Regions from separate parts of the Mus musculus genome. Here all the other regions are linked to region 2. The links are chromatin contacts, called in public Hi-C and HiChIP or PLAC-seq maps. All regions are on one chromosome and are shown on one strand. The core of a region is the stretch at or near the end of the contact, and the rest is flanking DNA. Distances in the headings are between cores, read along the strand shown.

Evidence for each region. HiChIP or PLAC-seq counts read pairs in DNA pulled down with a chosen protein or histone mark. Hi-C and Micro-C count contacts between places; a contact is called where the count stands out from the background.
Region 1: a contact with region 2 is called in a CTCF HiChIP or PLAC-seq map of the NIH/3T3 cell line, with 11 read pairs. The contact joins two enhancer-like sites. A contact is called at or near these places in 1 of 15 datasets of contacts at CTCF or cohesin (the NIH/3T3 cell line), 3 of 484 Hi-C or Micro-C datasets (muscle stem cells, nephron progenitors and uterus), 4 of 115 datasets of contacts at active chromatin or transcription factors (the NIH/3T3 cell line, heart atrium, microglia and 1 more) and 1 of 9 other capture datasets (adipose tissue).
Region 3: a Hi-C map of uterus shows a contact between it and region 2, with 3 times the contacts expected there. The contact joins two enhancer-like sites. A contact is called at or near these places in 2 of 15 datasets of contacts at CTCF or cohesin (the NIH/3T3 cell line and large pre-B cells), 23 of 484 Hi-C or Micro-C datasets (B cells, the BV-2 cell line, CD4 T cells and 17 more) and 5 of 115 datasets of contacts at active chromatin or transcription factors (bone marrow-derived dendritic cells, embryonic fibroblasts, intestinal crypt epithelium and 2 more).

Annotation. Positions count from the first base shown.
Region 1 is chr7:75,639,979-75,644,827 of GRCm38.p6, forward strand. All of the region lies in intron 8 of Akap13 (A kinase (PRKA) anchor protein 13), which reads left to right. Among named protein-coding and RNA genes, the nearest start is that of AU020206, 140 kb to the right of the region's middle. Within about 2 kb of position 2,608, at least 228 of the 459 cell types and tissues checked have an H3K27ac peak or open chromatin away from gene starts, as enhancers often do. A contact at or near this core is called in the NIH/3T3 cell line, adipose tissue, muscle stem cells and 1 more, where this site is marked.
Region 2 is chr7:75,410,092-75,414,597 of GRCm38.p6, forward strand. No RefSeq gene overlaps it. Among named protein-coding and RNA genes, the nearest start is that of Gm46017, 25 kb to the right of the region's middle. Within about 2 kb of position 2,145, at least 59 of the 459 cell types and tissues checked have an H3K27ac peak or open chromatin away from gene starts, as enhancers often do. A contact at or near this core is called in the NIH/3T3 cell line, adipose tissue, muscle stem cells and 1 more, where this site is marked.
Region 3 is chr7:75,551,406-75,555,842 of GRCm38.p6, forward strand. All of the region lies in intron 2 of Akap13 (A kinase (PRKA) anchor protein 13), which reads left to right. Among named protein-coding and RNA genes, the nearest start is that of Akap13, 98 kb to the left of the region's middle. Within about 2 kb of position 1,641, at least 15 of the 459 cell types and tissues checked have an H3K27ac peak or open chromatin away from gene starts, as enhancers often do. A contact at or near this core is called in uterus, where this site is marked.

The DNA of each region.
Region 1 (4,849 bases), core at 1,358-3,857, 230 kb after region 2:
GGTTGGTGCTCCTTGTCATAGATAGAGAGTGGGCTATCGATCACAGAGAGAGAGAGCTGATACTGTAAATAACCCCTATTTCACATGCTTATGAAAAATCTGTGTGTTTTCTTGCAAGTTCCTAAACTTGAAGGAACAAAGAAATGCACTTAAAATCTCCTTCAAATCTGTAGCTTTCAGCTAGAGTTTAGATGGGAAATGATTGGTTGCTGTGTTTCAAAATCCTAACAGAATAGCTGTTCAGTGGTTCCAGATGTTTTTGATAAAAACTTGGAACTGTAGCATCAGCAGTAAGAGCACAGACTACAGATTCTGTCTTCCATGGGGGAGTGCTGGGCACATCCAAAGGGGAAAGCAAACAGACTTTCTGCCCCACCCACAGCATTTTTGCCCCACCCAGAGCATTTGTTCTCTGAGAAGAAACAGATTAGCAAGGACAGTTTTAAATTGTCCTTAATATGCTTGTATGTGTAGAAAAGAGAAAAATCTAGATTTCTAGAACAACAAAAAAAAAACAGACAAAAAAGGCTAATATATTTATTTCAAACAGTCCTCTGGTGTCATTCAGAAAATTATAATGGTTTTGAAACATTTCTCTGATTATGTAAAGTTTCCAAGGACAAAGTCCATGGGTTTTATTTCTTTGTTTGCCTCTTCTGCAGGGCATAGAATGTCTATTGAATGGATATGGATCATCTTTAGTTTGATCGAGTTGGTACAGAAAGACTTTACAGTGACCAGAGCATCTCTGGTTCTCTAGAGAGATGCTTGGGAACTTGCAAGCAGGAAACATTTGATTCTAATTAGAACAGAAGGGAGAGGCAGTGAGGAGCAAACCATTTGAGAACAGAGGGGAGACAGCTTTGTGTTCATTGGGAAGAGGGGATTCTAAATTATAGCTTGGTGAAAGTTGATCCATAAAATATAATAGGCAGCCAGATTTTTTGTACACTTAAGCCTGCCCCTCCTGGACCTTTGGACCTATGCCCTTAAACCACATGATATCAAAGTTCTTGTATGCTCCTGCACAGAGTCCCGTGCTTTTTTGGTTAGCTTAAGCAAGAATTTTATTTACAACTTCATCTCTTCAATTGTCTTGTGTCTACTGTGTCTAGCATCCTCTGTACTGAAAAGCATCATGTGCTTACTGTCTACGGTGCCGGTGTGAGCGAGGCTTGCTCTCTAGAGCACCAGAAAGAGGACATTGTCCACCTTCATGCTTTTAATGGACCTGTGGTGGGATCAGGATGAGGCTTGTGTTAGAGGGAGCTGAGACAGTGGTGTTTGGGTAGACAGATGGGTAAGTGAAGAACTGGCCACCTTACCTGGGTTTGCTCCGTTGCTTTCTCCTAAGCAGACTAGCCTCCTTAAACACCTGGCCTGAGGAAATGGTGACTCATTAGACCTTCGTTACCCTTTCACAGCTTCAAAAAGAAAACACCTTTCACCAACTTTGCTTGCATTATTGAGAGAAACTGTAGTATTTAGTCCCTTCACTTCCTTTCTGTTGTGGTGTTTAAGGTTGTACACTCACATTCTCCAAATCCGTGTAAGGGGCTGCACTCTGTCCCCTTAGAGAGAACGTAGGACTGCTTCTCCCGGAAAGCATTAGAATGCTGTTTCCCTTGTTTGGTGTTGCTTTTGGCACAGAGTCTCTTTATATAACCCTGTCTGTCATGGAACTCATGTCATGGATCAGGCTATCCTCGAACTCACAGAGGTCTGCCTGCTCTGTCTCCATAGTGCTGGGATTAAAGGCATGTCCGTACCTAGCCCACTGTGGGTTTATTTTAGGGTTTTGTTTTAACCCCCTTTTCTATTCTTTCACCTCTCTTTTCTGCTTTTTGCTTCCTTGATTCCTCTTCCTCTTTACCCCTCCAATGTTTATTACAGTCCCCAGTGTCTAAAAATGAACGACTGTGTCTGCTCCTGAGGCATAGGAGACTGGCAACTGGAGAGGTCTGGAGAAGCAAGAAAACAGGCAAATGAAGTCACATAGTCCCATGATTGAGAGGTGTGACAGGCAAGGCGGTCTCAGCCACGTGACTCTTCTTAGTCCCAAGAGTCCTAAGAGACATGCGTACATTCATCCTATGCCATCTCTTTAACTTTCTTTAGAACTTTCTCAGACCCCAGATGAGACAAAACCTTAACTTGTGATGACTTCTAACCCTTGCCAGACATTTTTGTAGCTAATTCTACATCCTAGAGACATAACTCTGAAATATTTGGCTAACATTTTTCTGATATTAAATCATTCCTTTGCATTCTGCAGGGAGATGCTGTATACGCCTTGGCTGGATTCAGGGTCTCTGTGTCTTTCCTGAATGCCAAGGCTGTAGTACAGACTAGTAGTGTTTAGTATAACACCGCCTTTCTTTATTAGCATACTACTGGCATCAAAGGGACTGAGGTCGTTCCTTGCGGTGTCTGACAGAGCCTTTTTCACTGGGGACTTGTAAGGAGGAGGAGGAGCAGGAGGAAGCCTGTTGGAAAAGGAAGCCTTGTTTTTTCTCTTAGTCTGTAGATGATTCATGTTCCCACCACTGCAATTAGGTTTCCAAACCTCCAAGGCTGCTGGTGCAGGTCTGAAAGGGCAAGTAATGACGATCTTGAGAGAGCAGGGTAAAGGGTGTGGAGGCTGCGGAGGGAGGGACTGGCTAGCTAGCGGCAGCCAGCTAGGGAGGGAGGGAGGGAGGACATCTGGGGGAGTGGTCTATTTTCCTTGTACTCGGCCGGCTGGCTGTCCTTAGATATTTTCAACTTAAGTCAAAATCCAGCCCTGCTGCTGAAGAGCTGGAGACTGGCTAAAAAAGTGGATACTCTAGAAAATACCTCCAGATTTTTTTTCTCCCCCCCCCCCCCCCCGCCTCCATATAGGTTTCTTGCCTTTGTTGTTTTAAGGAATTCTCTCGTGCCATCACTTTGAAATAGCCACCTTCCTTTTAAAAAAAAAAAAAAAAACCTTTGTCTTCGTGGCTAAGTGCTTACTGGCTCTGGGTTTTCTGCATACATGTGCCAACCATTATGCTTAGCCAGTTCGTCCTTAATTTTTCTACTGGAGTTCTCGGCAGTGATGGAAAAGATCTGTGCTTCTCTTTCAGTCAAGATCTGCACAGCAGCGATCTTACTGCAGACTGCTTTTATTATGAATTATAAACTCGTCTCCGTGCTCTGAAGTTGCCAGAAAGTTCCCACTTAGTTCACAGATTTGGAGTCTGCTTTTTTTTTTTTTTTTTTTTTTTCCTTAACCCGAGAGTTTTCTATATAGAGGAATCTGGAAGCAGAAGTCTCCTCCCGCCCACTGTGAGAATTTGGAATTTCGGACCTGTGTGAGCACATTGGTCCCTGGATTCAGCAGATATCCGTCTACATTTTGTCTCTTCTTTTCTGCATCTGTACAAAATGTATGAGCGGCACAAAAGGCGCTATAGCCTGTGTGACATCTCCAAGGTGGACAGGACTGTCGATGTGGTGTTGCTGAAGGTAAGAAGGGGCCACACCTCATACAGTTTCAACATCTCAGGAAGACTTCTCTCTGTACCCTTACTGCCCGGTCTTGATCCTTCCTAAACTAGGATGAAGTGTGAGAAAGCCTGAGCTAACAGTGACAGAAGATCAAGGGGGTGGGGGGGTGGGGGATTTAAAGTTCTTTAAAGGCATGTCTGAACAGAGACTGTGTCTGTGTGTGTGTGTGTGTGTGTGTGTGTGTGTGTGTGTGTGTGTGTGAGAGAGAGAGAGAGAGAGAAAATGAATCTGCAACAAAGCACTTATTACTAAAATAAAATTTTACTTGTTCTAAGTAGAATCTAAATAATCACAAAGGAGGAATTCATTCTCAGAGCTGCCCTTTTGCTAGATGCCTCTGTTTTTCTGTTGCTTGCCCCATCCCCACACCTCAATTCCACCTCTCTTTCTCTGTGAGCTTCCTTTTCTGTCCGTCTCTTTGTCCCTTTGTCTGTGTAGGTCTTTGGTCTTTCCTATCCATCTGCTCTTCTCCTGTCTCTCAGTCTTAGTTTTCCAGGGAAACAAGAAGTCAGGATTCTGTTGGTACTGTCTCTAGTTGACTCTTTTCCTGCCTTAGCTTCTGACCAGTGATGAGCTGCATTTACATTTGTTTGATTTCACATCGTTAGTAAGGTTGGGTGTCTAAGCGGAAGGGGGCGGAGACTCTGAACTGGCTAATTGTTCACAGAAGACATCCTTGAATCTAAAATTAGTAAGGACTTCTACATTCGGTAAGGCCAGAGTCTGGGAATGTTGGACAACTCATGAAGTACTTTTTGGAAGTTTAGCTGTTTTCTGGCAAAGGCAGGGAAATTGGAAGTCAGCCAAGTACTTCATAGAAGCCAAAGAACCTGAACATCTAAATTTTGGAGAGTGAAGCAGGTTAAGTGAAAAAGGAATAATTTTGGATAAAGTACTAATCTAATGTCTGGGTTAAATAGTGGAAGTCTATTGTTGGTGTATCAACTCTGTTTAGTACTTGAGATAACCCACTTTCTTTTATGACATTACAATGTTTTGCTGTTGTATATGTGGCATGGCTCACCTGTTGTATAGTCAGAGGATAGCTTGGGGAGTTTGTTCTGTCCTTCAGCCTTGTGGGTCCTGGGGATCAAACTCAGGCTTAGCAGCAAACACCTTTACCAACTGAGCCACCTCACCCTTGTGCCACCATCCCCTGCCCCTTTGAGATAAGCACCTCCTTAACTTGGTAAAGCATCCTAGGCTAGCCTAACATTACCTTCTTCCCTTGGCCTTTCGGGTATGGGTTACAATACTTAGTCTCTCCCTACAAGAAGCTGGCAAATGAGCTCAGAAACCTAGACACAGAAGCCAGTGAAAT
Region 2 (4,506 bases), core at 895-3,394:
TCTAGTGCTTTGTGCATCTAGGATGCTAGGCATTCAGTCTACCAGCTGGTCTATACTACCAGACCCTCAAGCTAAGTGCTTAATACCAAATGAATACAACCAAGAGACAATATGGGGAAAGGTACAGAAAAGTAGTTCAAGGAAAAACAAAGGGAGACATATGTGTACCATTTTTCAGTCACCTTGAAATGGTCCTATTTCTTCATCCAAACATCCACATACCTTGTAGTTTTTCCACTAGTTGCTTCTTCCATGGCACATGTCACCATTGGCAACCACAAGGTTCTAAGGTCAGATGGACCAGATTTAAATCTCAGCTGTACCATTCCATCTCTCTGGTCATTTTCCTCATCTGGAAAAAAAAAAAAGAACCAGTATAATATCATCTTATGCTTTATTCTGAGGATCAAACAAATAAATCCACTGAGAGTGCTCAATGCAACAGCTGGCCAGGAAGAAGTCATTATGTAGGCTGGGTGTAATAGCACATCCCTTTAATCCCAGCACCCAAGAAACAGAGCACGTGGATGGATTGCTGTGAGTTTGTCACCAGCCTGCTCTACATAGTTCCAGGTAAACCAGAGCTACTTAGAGACACCCTGTCTCAAAAGACAAAGTCACTATATGATGGTATGGGTGATGATGCTGATTTTCTGAAATGCTTACACGGGCCCCTTTCCTTATTTGTCAAGTTGAATCAATGCTTTACAATGTAAGTCAAATGTTACCTACCCCTTAACTCTTCTTTGATTCTATGCACTAAAACACTTCACACAGAGTCTCTCCTGTAGCCCTCAGCACAGACTTCTCAACCTGTGGGTTGAAACCCCTTTTGGGGGTCAAATATCAGATGCCCTACATATCAGATATTTATGTTACAATTCACAATAGTATCAACTTTACAGTTATGAAGTCGCAAAATAACTTTCTCATTGGGGTCAGCACGAGAGAAACTACACTAAAGGGCCGCAGCATCAGGAAGGTTGAGAACCATTGCCTTAGTGCAGTGTGTTACAATAACACATGGGTCTGTTTATTTCCTCCACAGACCTGTTCATAAATCCCTTCTAACATGAAAAGCATGAGTTTCTAGAACAGAACTTGACACATAAGAGATGCTTAGTAATAGTTGGCAAAGGGGTGTATTGATTTCATTTGCCTTAATGGAAAAGTTCCTTTTACAATTGCGTTTCTTTTAAGGATCCTGCTCTCTGTTTTATGCTCATATTAAAACAAAACCATGAAGCATTGTCCGATCACTGGAGCGGCTACTACAAAACAGAAGCTTCCTAGTAGCAACCCTGGCACCTAGCTGCCTGCTTTTGTTCTGCTTGAGCCACCGAGTGTCTGAAAAGTGACTAAGCCTCCATAAAAATGATATTGGCAAACCTATGGAGTTAATGAATCATGAGGTAAGAGACCAGAAAAAAAAAATCTTCCTGCTTGTGTGGGAACGTGGATTTGAATTGACTTCCTGGTTCTGCTGTATTAATGGGACGAATGCTGACCTTGGGGTTAGAAGATTGGCATTTAGGTCTCAGATTCACTCCGTTTGTTATGTGACTGCACAAAACCTAGCTATCCTAAAGTTCACCTTCTTCACGTGTCAGCTGGGTTTTCTTGTACATACCAGACTGTGTTTGCTGTGAGGTCAGTACGTTGAAGCACCCATCAATGGCTAAATGTTTTTAAATTACAAAGATAGTTGACTAACCTGGGTCCCAGCGTGTGAGATAGACGCAGAGGATCAGGAATTCAAGGTTACCCCTAACTGCCTGAGATGCTCCTCCAAAAAAATAAGCAATAACAAAGATAATTGCGTATGCTAGAGAGGGCCCAGGTCTATTCCTGTTCTCAGCACTCAGTGTATAGCCTGGGCTTCCCTTATTACAAAACCAGGTACTTTCCCTAGGAACAAAGTGATATTGTGCTTGCCTTCCAGGTACAAAGCCCTAGGTTTGATTCTCAGCACTGAAACAACAAAACAGCCCCAAACAAAAAAACCAGGGCTCTTTGGAATTTGAACCAAACTTCTAGTATGAAAGTTTGGCAAATGTCTGTGCTGGGTTCCAGAGAAAACAGCCCTGGAGGGATTGGGGGAGCACGTAGGAGGGCTCATGCTTTCCCCATGACTGGACGTGCTCTGACACATTCATCCACGGTAACAAGTGGAGAGAGGCGTGGGCTGCTCCTGTGGAAGCCTGGGAACATGCAGAAGACTGTAGAATGACATGGCTTTAAACATCAGCTCCGAAACACCCTGGCTCGTGAGTGAAAACAGTTCCTCCCAGCGAGAGACCCGTGTGAGGCCGTGAGAGTCGGAGCATCAGGGGATGCTCTGGTGGCATCACATCTGAATCACTCAAGAGCAGAGTCTGGCTTTAGGGATCCATCTGCTCATCCTGATTAATCATCCCAGAACTCTCCATTTCGAAAGCCAAAGCAAGTTCATAGCGCAACGCAGCTATTCCACGGTGGCACTGCTTGGTCCAGGAAAACAGTATTATTTCCCTAGTTGTATATTCACGCAATTAGAGGACCCTGGCATGCAATATTTATACAGTATCAGGAGGAATCCACAGAAGCTGAGGCCCACAGAGAAGAGGCACAGCCCTGGGAAGTCTTGAGCAGGACCAGAGTCCAGGTGTCTTCACTCCCAGCCTAAAACTCCACCTCCTCATCCTCCACCCTCCCAGGCCAGTGAACTTGGAGAAGCCAGATGTTTCCATTGATCAGCTGTAGTCCAAAGAAAGGGTGGAGCCCGGTCAAAGGGAAATTTGTTAAGTAAACAACCTAGCCAGCTGCAAGGCAGTTCAAACCTCCTACTATAGACTGCATGAGAGTCATCATCTAAGGGAGGCCCAGGTTGTCAGGACACTTACGGGAGTTGCATCAAACTCAAGATGTTTGCCCAACCAGTTCTCTTCCTCATTAGTCTTCCCCAAGCAGGTTGGGGATTGAACGGAAGGCTTTGTGCTTGCTAGACAAACACTCTACCCACTGAGCCCCCGCTCCAGCCTGGAAGCTGAGACGTTCATACCAATGATCTGAAGCACTGGTTCTCGAGCTTTGGATCTCGACTCCTTTGGGGATCACATATCCGATATCCTCCAGATTCAGACAATTCATAACAGTAGCAAAATTGCAGTTATGAAGTAGCAACAAAATTTTATGGCTGGGAGTCACCACAACAGTAGAAGATATATTAAAGGGTCACAGCATTAAGAAGGTTGAGAACCACTGCTCTAAGCTCTCCTTAACTGTCCTCTAACATTTTATCCCCACAACTCTCTGAGTCACACAACAATAATAATTCACAATGAGAGAACTGAGGCGGGAGGTGCCAGGACATTCTCCCAGTCACAGGCTCAGAAGGTCATAGAGCCGTGTAGAATGTGGTCCCTGTCACCAGTGGCATTTGGTCCATCACATTGAAAACTGCATACTGACACAGTTTAAGTATACCAACAATTTAGTTCTAGATATTAACTATCTGTATGCATATTCCACAGATAAATAAATGGTCCATTTCTAAGCAATGCCTTGGAAAAAGTAATTGTATTTTGAACATTCAAAAAAAAAAGTTTACATCCATACACATATAGGCAGACATGTTTCACTGGTGATTCCACATTCACGTGTAACCTGAAGATTCAAGGAACTGTCTCCATTTCATCATGCCAAAATCACATGTGCATTGTTAAGTCCCAGTCCAGTCTGCCCTCTGTGCTCTGAAGAAAATTTGTCTCCTTGTCACTCACCTTCAAACTAGTTTAAGGTAATAATAAGTCCCATTTAGTCAGTGATTACGTACCAAGCAACTATGCTAAGCCTTTTAAATTAATTACCTCCCAGCAATTACTGGAGAGAATTACCATTATTAGCTGACTGGATACATCGCACATGACCACTGAGGAACAGAACCATGCTCTAAGCCCCCGTGCTCTGACGTCATCCAGCTGTGAAGCCCATACTTAGAAATTTAGGGAAATGAAGCTGTGGACCAGAAGCTCAAGCCCCGCCCCATCGTGGTTGAGGAGGCAGCTGATCCAAGCTACCCTGTGCAGTGGCACCAGCTCTTGGTGTGTGCTGAGATGCAGCTCTGGAGAATCCTGGGTCTGGTCATTTTATCGCTAACAACTGCCTGGGGGTTCAAACTCACATAAAGCAATGATCATAGGCATAGTGTCTGTCTTGTGGGTAGGTTAGAGTTTTAACTCTTTTTTTTTTTTTTTCCAACAAGCCAGTTTGGGTAGATGGCTAGCATTTGTTTACGTTTCCAAGGCCCGCAACAGGTAGTAACATACCGATGTAAGATTGACCTCATTCAATTGCCCAACAGCCTCTGCTCTTGTTATCTCATTACCTGAGCACAATGCCTTCCTGGTGTGCAGAGAGTTAATGAGGTCACCATCCCACACAGGAGAGCTTTTATTCCAGGGCTGGGCTTCTGCTGGGGCCTCTTCTCCCTGCTTTAGCCACCTGTGGTCACTCCTTCACATCCAT
Region 3 (4,437 bases), core at 391-2,890, 140 kb after region 2:
CCTCTTAAGTGGATTATCTGTTGTAACAGTATATTTCTGGTAGGCCTTGCTTCAGTGTTTCACTGTCTGGGGCACTGGCCAGCCAGATCTGAGAATTATATTTAAATAACAGTACTTTGTGAATAGTTTCAGAAGGTATAAGGAAATCAACTGTTGCTCCATGGTATGGTTTTATAAAGGCAAATACTATTTCTGTTCCATCTGTTGGACTTTCTAACCGGTTTCCAGTGGTTTGAGCTTTACATTTTATTTTCTTGGCTTTGTTAGAACTAACAAAGATGCTTTTTGGTGACTATTTAAAGGATACATTTTATAATAGCTTTGTGTTTCCTAAGCTTTCAGATAACAATGAGGGGAGTTAAATTTTCCATTTAGCATTTGAAGAGGAGTCTTGCTGGGCACTGGAAATTAAAACATAATGTTCTGTATGCTTAATTCACTTAAGTGGGTATTATGAAGTACTTGTTACATGAATGGGAGCTTTGGACTGAATTCTTTGATTGGGAGACAGAGGCTCAAATACATGACTGACTGGTAAAGTACTACAAGCAGTAGCTTGTTCTAGACAGACAGCAGGAGGAGATGCTGCAGAACTGATGGGGACCCTCAGAAAGGATAGCTTCGAGAACACCCCACTTCAGACGTGTAAATGTTGGGCTTGGGGCCAGCAAACCAGAATCCTGTAATCCTGGTGCCTACTAAAATCTAGTCATGAACCAACTGGACAAGAAGGTTAGTTTTAAAAGCCCCTGATGAAGCCGGGCGGTGGTGGCTCACGCCTTTAATCCCAGCACTTGGGAGGCAGAGGCAGGTGGATTTCTGAGTTTGAGGCCAGCCTGATCTACAAAGTGAGTTCCAGGAAAGCCAGGGCTATACAGAGAAACCCTGTCTCGAACAAACAAACAAACAAACAAACAAACAAAAAAAAAACCAAAGCAAACAAACAAAAAAAGCCCCTGATGAATTAAATCAGAGCAGTTTGGGTTGGTTAATGTCTTCCAACATGGCTGATAAAGCAACCCATCACATATAAACAAAAAATGGTTATGTAGATTGTTATTTCAAAAGGACAAGTGCCTAACTTCTCTTTAAGGCCAGCTTTCTGAGTAGACTGTTAATAGATTTTGAAGTCACTGTTAAGGTGCATACTATTGATTAATTTCCTGCAATTTGTCTCTGGTGTAGTTACCTCACATCACTGGTAATGGTGACTTTCAGAGGACTGCTTTGTTACTGGAGCTAGCAGTTCACGTTTTGTTTTGCAGTAATTTTTTTAAATGTCATTTTGAATTTTGCACAGGTTCCTGTGTGGATGTAGATATGGAAGCAATATGGACCATGATGCAAATAGACCTGATTCCATAGGTTTTTTTTTATTTGTCTGTAGACTGCCTATATAAATTATGCAGCATAAATGCAAGCAGTATTTTGACATTAGCATTTTAAGTTTAAAGATCCCTACTATGAGTGGTGCTATGTTGAGTTGGTGGAATGCCAGGTAAAAAGTCAGTTCCAAATGTACTGTTTGTTGCTTGCCTTGAAACACCATCACCTCCTCCTGCCCCCAAATACACACACTCCTACCACCAAACCATTTAGCCTTCAGGATTAATTTCCTGCCATTTGTCTCTGGTGTTCTGCCTTATGCTTCACCCTTTTGTGGAATCTATCACGCCTCTCTTGTCTCAGCTATGCTGCAGAGAACACTGTAAACACTTCAGATGCATTTTTGTGTATGCATTTTCCCCATTTACTCTGTTGGATACTTTGTAAGGTTGAGGGCAGCACTTAAAATTTTTTTTTATTGCTTCCATTCTTATTTGTGCTTTATCTCAGAGCCTTGCACAAAATGGGCACGGGAGTTTTTGTTTAATGTTCTCTAGTGGAATTCCGAGTGATCCTCGGAAAAGAGCTTTGCCCCCATATGTGAATGGTTAGTAATGTTTGATTATCCCAAGAAGATTTATGTCCTCAAAGGGAAGATCAGTTAAGAGATGAAACTACACAGGAGAACTTCGTGATCTGGAGCAAGTGACAGAGTGTTCCGTTGTTTTGACCCCTGGGGTGGGTCCTTTAGTGAGAAGGAACTACAGAGTGAGGCTGAGCATACATTCGAGTTCTCGCCAAGCTGCTGTCCTGGATCTGTTATTTACTTGGAACTCTGTGTGTGCTTTCTTAGTAACCTTGTTCTACTGCTCTGACAAAGCAGTGAATTAGGAATTGTTTTCTCATTTTATGGAGGAAGAAATTGGGGTAGGATTTATATTTAAAGTTACCAGTGTGTTTGCTTGAGGATGGAAGTTTTCCATTGCTTCTTTGAGACATGCTTTGTCATTTGAAAGTGAGACCATCAATTTGTTTTTAATTAAAACCTTTATTTATGTGTGTGTGTGACTGTGTCAACTGAGTGCAGAAGCCTGAAAAAGCCACAAGAGGGCATCAGATCCTTTAGACCTGGAGCTGTGGCAGCTGTGAACCACCCATGGCCAGCATAGGTGCTGAACTCAGGTCCTCTAGCCATCTCCAGCTTCCTTGTTCACTTTCTTAAAAATTAATTATTTATGTTTTCATCCATTCATCCATTATTTATTTATTTTATGTGTATGGAAGCACACAAGTGCCACAGTATGCCCATAGATGTCAAGAGGCCAACTTGCAGGAGTTAATTCTCTTTCTTAATGTGTGGGCCAGTGGGATCCAGCCAGGTCTGCAGGCTTGGGTGAAAACACCCTTACTCACTAACCTATCTCCCTGGCTCTGTTTACTCCTTTTTAAACCAAGAAAGAGCTGTTGGCTCTTGTATATCCTTGGAGCCCTTCACAAAACTCTGTTTGGATTAACTGCTGACCCCATGTGATATACAGAGCATCTGGCAGCTGGGGTGGAATTCTCAGCTGTCTCTCTTTGTTTTGTCCACAGAAGGAAATGTGAGTTTTATCTTACTGCTTGGGCAATGGTACATTCCTTTTTTGGTTCATGAGACCCACCAGTCTGGATGTGGGTTCATTTCCTACCATTTTTGTTATCTTGCATTAGTTTAAAGATCAGGAATGAACATAACCTACTCTTAATGAGCATAAAATTGGGAGGCATCTCTGGTGTACCAAAATTCTATTTTGAGGTTTAGCTGACGTTGTCTAGTTCATCCTTGTATTAAGGAAATCCAGGGAGCAAACCCTAAGAAGCTAGGTCTGCAATTTTATCTTTCCCTTACTAAATCTGTTTTCTAGATCTCGGTGACATTCCTTATTCTTGCCACATCTATGGGCATGATTAAACATTGTTTGTATCTTACTCAAAATTAACTGTTTTTATTTCTTGACTAGGAGAGAGAGACAGATGTTTGAAGACATACTACACTGAGGTTGAAAACCATAGTTTTTCTGGATAGTATAGTTGAGAATACTGCCTTTTTTTTTTCAGATGTGATATATTTGTGTGTGTGCAAATGTTCATGCACACTAGTGCATATACACATACAGAAGCGATTGGCAGAAAAGTATATTGTAGTTGTAATCATATACACCTCTGATTATTTCATGCCTGGTAGTACTTATATAGTATGCTGTGTTCCCTACTTAATTTTCTTTTGTAATCCTAATAGCTTCATGAAATGACTACTCTGTATTAGAGAGGGGGAGACAGTGTCACAGCACCTGTGTCATTTGGTGGATCATGCAGCTAGTAAGGGACAGAATTAGAACCAAACCAGGTCTCTGTCAGTCCCTACAAAGTTAGCAATAAATATCTATTCTGACTTCATTGGGTGCCTGATCAGATTTTTGGAGAGTCTTCTGTGCCTTCTAGAACGTGGAGGATTAACTTAGAGGTTCTCTGAACTGCTTCATTGATGACTTTGGAGAAGGAAAGATAATTCATAACCAAGTAGATAACTGAGATCTGGCTGAGTTCAATACTCGAGCCGGTCTGCCCCCTTCTATCAGCTGCAGAGTAGGAAGAGCACAGCTTAAGTAGCTTGCTCTCACGGAGGGGAAGAGGAGAGGAGTGGAGAGTCAAGGAAGACGGATGTTACCTACCAGCTGTGAGCTTTCCTAAACGAAAATTAATAAACAACAACAACAACAAAAACCTTTGTTTTCTGCACTTTAAGCAAATATCTGATCCTGTTTAAGAAGGGAGAATAGACTGTCTCTTTACATGTTGACCTAATTATTGTAGCCGTTCCACGTAGTTATGAAACGGTTCTAAGAGAGGAGACACTGCTTTAAAAAAAGAAAGATAGATCTGATAAAGGTGGATGGAGAGGTGGTGGGAGAATGGAGGTCCTCCTGGGGATAACAGACTGCTCAGGGCAGCTGGGGGTACCCAGTGGACTCACCAAGCAGGGAAGATGGCTTGGGGAAGGTAAGCTAACCTGTATGGTTCAGGATCCACAGTCCTGGTAAAGGTGGGCAGAGAGGTTGCCAGGAGAATGGA